Linked DNA regions of Zea mays: region 1 is linked to region 2. Evidence: chromatin contacts called from public Hi-C data. All regions are on one chromosome and are shown on one strand. The core of a region is the stretch at or near the end of the contact, and the rest is flanking DNA. Distances in the headings are between cores, read along the strand shown.

Region 1 (4,425 bases), core at 764-3,263, 240 kb after region 2:
AGCTGCAGCGACACGACGACTACGCGTGCATCTGGATCTGCAGTGTCCAGATGGATTGGCATTTGGTAGTACAGGACAGTACCGATGCAGGCGCAGTAGGACGAAATGGCGAGCAGCTAGCGGAGAGCTGCTGCAGATTGCATTCAATGAATTTGCTTGCTACCGAGGGGGCGACCTCTCACAGTTACGTAGTATTGATCATCTAGAAGCCAGAAGGGGAGGAAATAAATGGCAAAAGAGAAGTAATCGTACTATTGAGCCACAACGATGCGTGCTACTGATGCTAACCTCTATTCAAACAACCACTAAGCTAGCTCGGTATCAAATCAAAACAGCACGAAATGACGAGCTACCTAGCTAGCTCTGCCTCATCATTTGATGAATCAACTCGGATTAAAAAAACAGAAACTTTCCGGGAGCAAATCGGAGGTCTTGTATGAAACACGCGCACGGTTCTTGAATCGCGCACCAGGGATTAACAAGTGATCGACGGGAGCAAATTAACTAATGGAGGCGAAGTACGCTTGGGTAGAATAAACAAAGAGCCAGGATCCCGGGGAGGGAGCAAGCAGCCAAGCACCCGGACCGGACGCAGTACAGGAAGGAGATGGCGTCTGGCAGGGCGCCGAGAGGAGAGGGAGGGAAATGTCGTACGTATGTGTGGGTTGGTCGTAGAAGCAGGTTGCGAGGGAGTCAAGGCCACGACGGATTGGAACCACGAGATCCGGTGGAACGGGCGTCCGTGGTCGGCGCGTCAGGGGCCGGGGGTGGCCGCGGCGGGGGCAGGCGGCGGTTGCGGCTGGCGGCTCCAAGAGACAGAGAGAGAGACGGGTTGAGAAAGGCGAGAGAGAAGATAAGGTTGAGTAGAGATTTAAAATAAAAAACATAACTTACTAGAGTAAAGTTGTAGGAAGTTACGTAACTTTCTAGAGTTTGTACATTTACTCTAGGAAGTTAAGTAACTTCCTAGAGCTGGCCGTAGGAAGTTAAATTTTTGTTTGACTGGTCAACAACTGAGAACTAACTTCCTAGAGGAGGCCGTAGGAAGTTATCTGGGCAGCTAACTTCCTAGAGCCAGCCGTAGGAAGTTAGCTTTTCGTTTGACTGGTCAACAACTGAAACCTAACTTCCTAGAGGAGGCCGTAGAAAGTTAGCTGGGCAGCTAACTTCCTAGAGCCAGCCGTAGGAAGTTAGCTTTTCGTTTGACTAGTCAACAGCTGAAACCTAACTTCCTAGAGGAGGCCGTAGGAAGTTATCTAACTTCCTACGGTTTTTTTACTTCCGACAGCTTTTATAAAATACCGTAGGAAGTTATGTTTATTTCCTAGAGCTACCAATTGCCTCTCGGAAGTTATTTATTTCCTACGGTTTGTTATAAAAGCTGTAGGAAGTTAAAAAACCGTAGGAAGTGTATGATTTTGGTGTAGTGATCCTCTCCTTACGACTATAAAAGGAAGGACTAGGGCCCTCTTAGAGAGGGTTGGCCGCGCGGGGACGAGGACGGGGGCAGGCGCTCTCTTGGGGCCGCTCGCTTCCCTCTCCCGCGTGGACGCTTGTAACCCCCTACTGCAAGCGCACCCGACCTGGGCGCGGGACGAACACGAAGGCCGCGGGATTCCCACCTCTCTCACGCCGGTCTCCGGCCGCCTCGCTCCTTTCCCCCCTTCGCGCTCGCCCACGCGCTCGACCCATCTGGGCTGGGGCACGCGGCACTCACTCGTCGGCCCGAGGGACCCCGGTCTCGAAACGACGACACTAATATTCTTTTAGGGGACGCTCTAATATTCTGGACACTTTAATATTATTTTAGGGGACGAAATTTAAATGAAACTGTTGAAGACAGCATAAAGCAAAAGATCCGCAGGGAAGGTAACGCGGGGCGTCGCGTACTCATCTAGTCTACCCTTTGTTTTTGTTTTTTGTTTTTTGTTTTTTTAATCCTGGTGGTGCGCCTGCCTGCTGTGTGCCTGTGTGTGCCCCCTCCCTGCATCACAACCTTTTTTCCGTTCAGTCTGTTTCCCCACTCTCTCCCCAAAGCCAAACACCGGACCACCCCTCCCCCCTCCATTCCTCCCTCTCCCTACACCTCCGCTCCCTCTCGCCGCTTTCCCCCACCCAATCCGACCGCTGGGCCGCCTCCTCTCCGCCGGGGCCGGCGATTCCCCGGAGATTCCGCGCGATTCGGCTCAGATTCTGGGCTCCTCTTGTGGTTTCTCGGCGAATCGGCGGGATCGGGACTCCCGGCTGGAGGTTAGGCCCCTCCCCCTCTGCTCCGATCGCTAACCCTCGCTGACCGCCGCGTGGGACGGGGAGCTTGTCCGCTTACGTGTGCCGGTTACTGCCCGCGCCGCCCTGGCTAGGTGCGATGAACAGATGATTGAACTTTTGCTCCACAACTGGTGCTGGGTTGGGTGGTGTGTGTGCGTGTGATGGTGGCAGTGGGCGGGGAGCGATTCCGTGATCGGGGCGCGCCACGGCGCCGTCTGCTGCGTTTCCTTGTCCGATGCGCGGAGTTGGTTACTGAGGGGTACGCGTCGGCCGCGGGTTCCTGGTGGTTAATTGAGCAAGTTGCTAGTGATGGCACGAGTAGATTGCCGACGTGGATCTGCGTGTTGCCGTTAATGACTCCGTGCTGATCCATTTGCTACTTATGCTCTGGTTGTGAAGGGAATGGATGCGTGCCCCCTGTGCGTGGGAATCTTTCGGTGTGCAAGGAACGGTGCCTGTGGAAAGTAGCATTACGAGGACATGACTACAGGAGATGGCTGCTGGTGCCTGGTGGTGCTAGACAGTTGATGCTGCGTGCCTTATCCTGTACTGATATATGGACAAAATAGGATTGGCTGGATTGGGAGACTTTGGTTTACCCAAGCATGACGCTCTAGCAGCATGCTTCTTCTTGTTTGTACTTTGCAACCTAACTGCAACTTGTGCATCCCTTTGTGGAATGTGCTTGCAGTCGTAGCTTTACCATCGGTAGGTGTTGGGATTGGATTAGATCTGGAACTTTTTGGCTGCTTCGAAGGCTGGCTGATGCTGACTGGCATATGTATCGTTCACTATGCACATTCCTTTTAGTATGCTTTGTCACTTCTTGGTTCAAGTAGTAGCAGTAATCACTGCTAACCATTGGTTGTTCTTTTCCAACTACGTTGCTTGGCTACATTGTAGCAATGTTCTTTTAAATCAGAGATGCCTAGCACAAGATAGTGTTGTCATGGCTTTGCTTTGATGTGCGCAGCCTAATTTTTGTCCTGCCTTTGATTACACTGTGGGATACTATCGGAGAGGGAAATCTCCGGTCGGGTGGCGGAATGCACCCGCCCTAATCCTAAGATGAAGAGGGGGCTTAAGCGTTTTGCCTGTTGGCAGATTAACGATGAACTCAAGAACACGCAAGAGTTTAGAGTGGTTCGGGCCGCCGGAGCGTAACACCCTACTCCACTGTGTAATGTATTGAGCTTGTTTGAACTTGTGAGCCTAAGCTAGGTCTAAGTGTGCTTGAGTCTGTCCGTCGAGTGTGTTTCTTTTTCTTTGTAACGTTGCATGCCTTCCCTTTTATAGTTCAAGGGGGGAGCGTACAAGGGTGCTGAGCCCCGACATGTGGGTCCAGGAATATAATGGATGTAATACTTGGAGTTGTTTGGAGCAATCTTCTTGCACCCTGACATCCGCGATCTGCGTGGTATTGGCGTGCAGGGGAAGCTTCCCTGGCAACGCATAAGTGATGATGGCCACAGTGCACCTTGCAGCACAGACGTACTGTTTGGCAATGGACTGGACAGGCACACCGCTTGCAGGATGGTCTGTACGCCGCCTGCCAGCTGAGTGGACAGGTCACAATAAATGCTGAGGCGGCACATCGCCCGTCAGCAGGGTGGACAGGCGGCGCGTCCTCTTCGTAATAAATGCAGAGACCGCGCGGCCCAGAGGCCTTACGTCAGGCTCCGCTCGTTGGCTTACGTCACGGGCAACAAGCCACGTGGCAGCATCGGGTCTCCGCTTGAGCGGGGAGCGCAAGCGCACAGGATAAAGCCTGGACACGTGTTAGTACCGGACCCTTGCTTAGGCTAGGGTATCCCCTGTTCTGGGACCTTGTTATGGGTGGCCCGGTCCTTACTCGAAGGGATCCGGACCCCATCCAAGGGACCCGACATGCTTACTTGGGGGTCCCGGACCGTATCCGGGGGTCCGGGCTGTGCGTACAGGGGTCCGGTGCTTCCTCGTGGAGGTCCGGTCCAACTGATTGCATTCTGGTATATATCATCTTTTCTGGCCACGTGGTGCCCCTGGAGCCGTCCACGCGGTGGGGTTGGGTGCTGTTTACCGCGCGGCTAGAGATTGCCGCACGGGCATCGTGCCTTCATACTGTAGTAAGGGATACCCCTGATTTAGGGTATCGACAGTGGCCCTCGGGCCCGCCTC
Region 2 (4,871 bases), core at 1,855-4,354:
AACAAACAGAGCACACGGAAACAGACAATGAACCTTTTTGGTAACTGATTTCTTTGTTTGGAGAAACTTCAGAAAGTGCTGGGGAAGCTTTTGCAAGGCAGCCAGCCTTGACGCTGAACTGTGAAAAAACAACAATCAAGCATTAAAACGGTGCAGCTGTTTGAAAATAGATTAATTCTCGAGTTATGTTTTATGAATTTTACCTGGTTGCAGGTAAATTGTTAGATTGCTGTTCTGTTGTTGCAGGAGCAGTTGCAGGTGACGGCTTATCTGGCAATGTGTTGGTCTGCTTCAGAACTAGTATCATGATAAGTAAAAGCGAGGCAACGTTAGTGGTGTTCAGAGTAGAGTAAAAAAACACAGAGCAGCAGACATGATAATAAACAATGTAAAAGAAAGTTTAAAGCAAGAAAAATGGAATTGACATGAAGGTTGAGATAGAAGCAGAAATGATTCTAACATAGCCACTAACACTGCTTGGCTAGACCAGAAGTTTGGAACTACAAAAGCTTTGAAACCCTTCACTTGCCTCTTCCCCCCATTTCTTCATAAATCATGAAGAGAATAGCTCCATTCATGGTTAATGCAAGGTTTAATCAATAACCCATCTAACACTTCCTCCACACATACTTGACATGTCCTTGAAGCAAGATAGCTCACAACATCCTGACAGGATGCAAGTCGTCACCATGCAAAATTTCATCTATGGCCTTCCATTACTACTTTAGTTTTTTTAAACATTCTATTTCTGTAGAATGAGTGGTGCTTGCAGTTTGCGCCTTTCCCGAGATTTATTCCAAAGCCTCACAGAAAACAGAGTTGAAGGCATCGACCCAAAACCCAGGAACTGTCATACCGACCTGGGTACACAGAAATATTTTCAACACTGTCGTGTATAAACCTCTCGCAAGTTTGTAAGTAGGAAACCATGTGCCTCGACCCCGTTGATCCACAAAATTCGTGACTATGTTCCAAACATTGTTTCAGGCATTAATTCTGGATGGTAATTTCGGACTGCTAATAACCAATTCAATTGTCTAAGAAAACAAATAAATAGTAACACATTGCTAGGATGGATTGGTTAAATCTGCTAGCTTGCACTTCTAAGCAAGCTCGTTTCAGCTACGAAACCAAATGTATCCCTAAATATAAAAAAAATCTGGAACAACTGCTGGATGAGAGTAGAAAAAAGGTGAAGTTGCCTCGATAGCATTTTCCACAATCTGTTTTGCTAATACTGATGTCCAAACTCAGTTATCCATTTTATAATATAGAACACATTCCCTTCCTGATTGCTTGTCATAGTATTCCATCAAACCTGCTGTCTCCTTACCTCCCTCTCCCTCATCCACCCCCACGCGCACGGTTATGTGCATGGAGCACAGCTTCACTCCTGGTGTAGTCCCTAAGAGATGACCTCATGCAGGTGGCATTGCTTGCTCATGGACATCAAGCACCATGGTGATGTCCACTAGAGAGTGCCCTGCACTGAGGATGGTGAGATCTGCAGTGGCTGCAGGGGTAGAAGATTGAGAGTAAAGACAGAAAGCGACAGGGGATTGTGAGTGACGAGTGGCCTTGGAGACAGAGAATGTAACTGTGAGAATCCTGCATTCCAACCTGTGCCACTGGTTTTCAATCGTGTCGCACAGCACAAGGGTGGGGAAAACTGAGTAGGGACTAGAGAGTGATAAGATAGAACACTGAGTTTGGAGAGTAGTATGTTAAGAATGATTCATGGAGAGGGCTATAGAGGCAATTTTGCCTAACCAAAAAATAGAAGGGATGCCTGGTAAACTGGCTAGACCAGATATGCAAGTGTGCAGATATTTATATAGAATATCACCATTCACCAAACTGCTTGTAGGTCACTAACTTCAAGTGCAGATTATCAGGAGTATATCACACATACCATGGATGTGGCAAGGATTCTGAGCCTTGTAGCAGCAGCTCTTGCAACACTGGAATGGGCACCTGAAAGGCCAAGCAGAGTGCGCGCATATAATTCATTAACAAATAAAAAATCACCGTGGTCTCTATCACATAACAAAGGTGAAGGTTCTTAGTTGCCTGTAAACTGCCTCCGCACACCATACCACAAGTAGGAGGAAATAGTTCTGCCTAATAAGGAAGTATCGATAAACTCTGTCTTCTTACCGGGAGCGGGCGATGTTACCACACAGGATGCACTTGGGCTTGTTAAGGCCCCGGAGGTTTGGCTTGGGCATGTCGAAGGCGGCGGCAGGAATAGGAGGCGGCTTCTGTGGTGTCCCATTGCTGTTGGCCACTGCTGGCGCAGGAGCAGGACTAGCAGCAGAGGGAGGCGAGTCACCAGCCACCACCTTGGCGACTGCAGCAGCGGCGGGCTTCATGTCCTGCATGGTTCTCTTCAACCCGGCAAAACTTGTGGGGAAAAAAAGTAAAGTCAGCAAAACTTGTGGGGGGAAAGTAAAGTGCAGTTCAGAGGCTGGGATTTGAATTTGATTGTGGATAAAAGGAAATCCAGGGGGGGAGCATGCATCCAAGCAGTGGCAGACCCAGGATTTTAACCTAGCCACCTAGGGTATGGGAAGGCCAGAATTCAGTATTTCCCCAAGGAACGGAAACAGCAAATTTTCATATACATTCGGAAACATACGTATCAGTGCTTGACACACAAATCTGCAGTAGGATTTCAGTGGAGAATCACGCGATGCTGCCGCGTCAGATTAACAATAACTTTGAAAGCAATATACATTCAAAATCTCTAACCTAAGTGGGAAGTAGGCACTCACCAGGAGCCAGTTGGCAAGGGTTTCAGCTGCCGGTCTGTCGGGCTCCGCTTGAGGCGCGTCCCTCGCTGGGGCCGGTTTACCCTGGCGCTGGGAGGCGAGGTTACGCTGGACGCAGCCCGCAGGGCATCGGGCGGTCCGAGAGATGCAGATCGGGAGTCGGCCGGGCCTGGGCAGCTCTACGGCTGCGGGCTGCGCGCCTACGGCCTACCTACCAGCGGCGCGTCGTCTTCGCGCGGAGGTACCTAGCGGCGGCACGTCGTCGTACCTAACTCCGGGAAGAGGGAGAACGGGCGAACAAGCGTGAGGCGGGTCGACGCTGACGGCTTCAAGGCTGGGCGGCTGCCTATTGCCTCTTTGGTGGCTTTTTCTTGAGATTAGGGTCGACGCTGACGACGTGGCGGCGGCGGTCGGGATGGCGTGGAGCGAGTTTTTTTTCCCCTATTACAAAATTTAATATATCCAAAACACAATGCTGACGATGATAGGGATTAGGGAAGTGTTGATTCAGAGCTATTAATTTAATACAGAATATCTGTCGGCGTTTCGACCCCGGAGTCCCTGGACCGACGAGTAAATTGTCGCTGCGTGTCCCAGCCCAGATGGATCGGCGCGAGATGGAACACAAGGAGGAAAAAAGAGGGAACCACGGCTCGTGTTATCCTGCGCCCAGGGCGGATGCGCTTGCAGTAGGGGGTTACAAGCGTTCGCGAGGGAGGGAGAGAGAGTCTGTCCGTCAGCTCGTCCTCCCGTGCGGCCACCTTCTCGTACGAGGGCCCTGGACCTTCCTTTTATAGATGTAAGAAGATGGTCCAGGTGTACAATGGGGGGTGTAGCAACGTGCTAACGTGTCCGGCAGAGAGGAGCCAGAGCCCTATGTACATGCCGATATGGCTGTCGGAGAGGTGTTAGTGCCCTGTTCATGTGATGTCGTGACCGTCGGAGGAGCGCTTGAGCCCTGTAGAAGCACAGTTGTCGGGGCTGTCGGGTCCTTGCTGACGTCTCCTTGCTTCCGTAGGGGGCTGAGAACCGCCGTCGTCATGGGAGCACGCGGGGTGCCATCATTACTTGTTTACCGGGGCGAGCCAGATGGGACGTCGGTCCTGTCCCTCGTAGCCTGAGCTAGCTAGGGGTAGGGTAATGATGTGCCCCCCTGTAACGTGGCCGGTCCGAGCCCAAGGTCGGGCGAGGCGGTGACTCCTCCGAGGTCGAGACTGAGTCCGAGCCCTGGGTCGGGTGAGGCGGAAACCGTCTTCCGAGGTCGAGGCTGAGTCCGAGCCCTGGGGTCGGGCGAGGCGGAGACCGTCTTCCGAGGTCGAGGCGGGGGCCGAGCCCCGGGTCGGGCGAGGCGGAGCTTCCTATGGCGCCTGAGGCTGGACTCAGTTGCTGTCAGCCTCACCCTGGCGGGTGGCACAACAGTCGGAGCAGGGCAGGCAGCGCTGTTTTCCTGTCAGGTCAGTCAGTGGAGGGGCGAAGTGACTGCGGTCACTTCAGCCCTACCGACTGAGGAACGCGCGTCAGGATAAGGTGTCAGGCGATCCTTGCATTGAATGCTCCTGCGATACGGTCGGTTGGCGAGGCGATCTGGCCAAGGTTGCTTCACTGTGAAGCCTGCCCGAGCTGGGCCTCGGGCGAGTCGAAGGTGTGCCTGTTGCTTGAGGAGGCCCTCGGGCGAGGCGTGAATCCGCCTGGGTCTACTGTTCCTGCCCGAGGCTGGGCTCGGGCGAGGCGAGATCGTGTCCATTGAGTGGACGGAGCTTTGACCTGTATTGCGCCCATCAGGCCTTTGCAGCTTGTGCTGATGGTGGTTACTAGCCGAGTTTAGGAGTCTTGGGGGTACCCCTAATTATGGTCTCCGACAGTAGCCCCCGAGCCTCAAAGGGAGTGTTGGTACTTGCTTGGAGGCTTTGTCGCACTTTTTTTGCAAGGGGACCGGCCTTTCTCGGTTACATTTTGTTCTGGTGGGTCCGCGCGAGCGCACCCGCCGAGTGTAGCCCCCGAGGCCTCGGAGGAGTGGTTTGACTCCTCCGAGGTCTTAGTGCCTTTCGTGACGCCTCGGCCGGTCTGGTTGTTCCCTCATGCGATCTGGTCATAGCCCGG

The links. Hi-C and Micro-C count contacts between places; a contact is called where the count stands out from the background.
Region 1: a contact with region 2 is called in a Hi-C map of endosperm, with 2.6 times the contacts expected there. The contact joins the promoter of LOC100304385 here to the promoter of LOC100383553 in region 2. A contact is called at or near these places in 5 of 25 Hi-C or Micro-C datasets (ear, endosperm, leaf and 1 more).

What each region holds. Positions count from the first base shown.
Region 1 is chr6:14,010,655-14,015,079 of Zm-B73-REFERENCE-NAM-5.0, forward strand. LOC100304385 (leunig-related8) reads left to right here and starts at 2,014. Exons shown (of 5, transcript NM_001346256.1): 1 at 2,014-2,250.
Region 2 is chr6:13,770,912-13,775,782 of Zm-B73-REFERENCE-NAM-5.0, forward strand. It overlaps LOC100383553, which reads right to left and starts at 3,105. Exons shown (of 6, transcript NM_001349063.1): 1 at 2,775-3,105; 2 at 2,158-2,403; 3 at 1,913-1,974; 4 at 204-297; 5 at 34-118. The coding sequence starts at 2,381.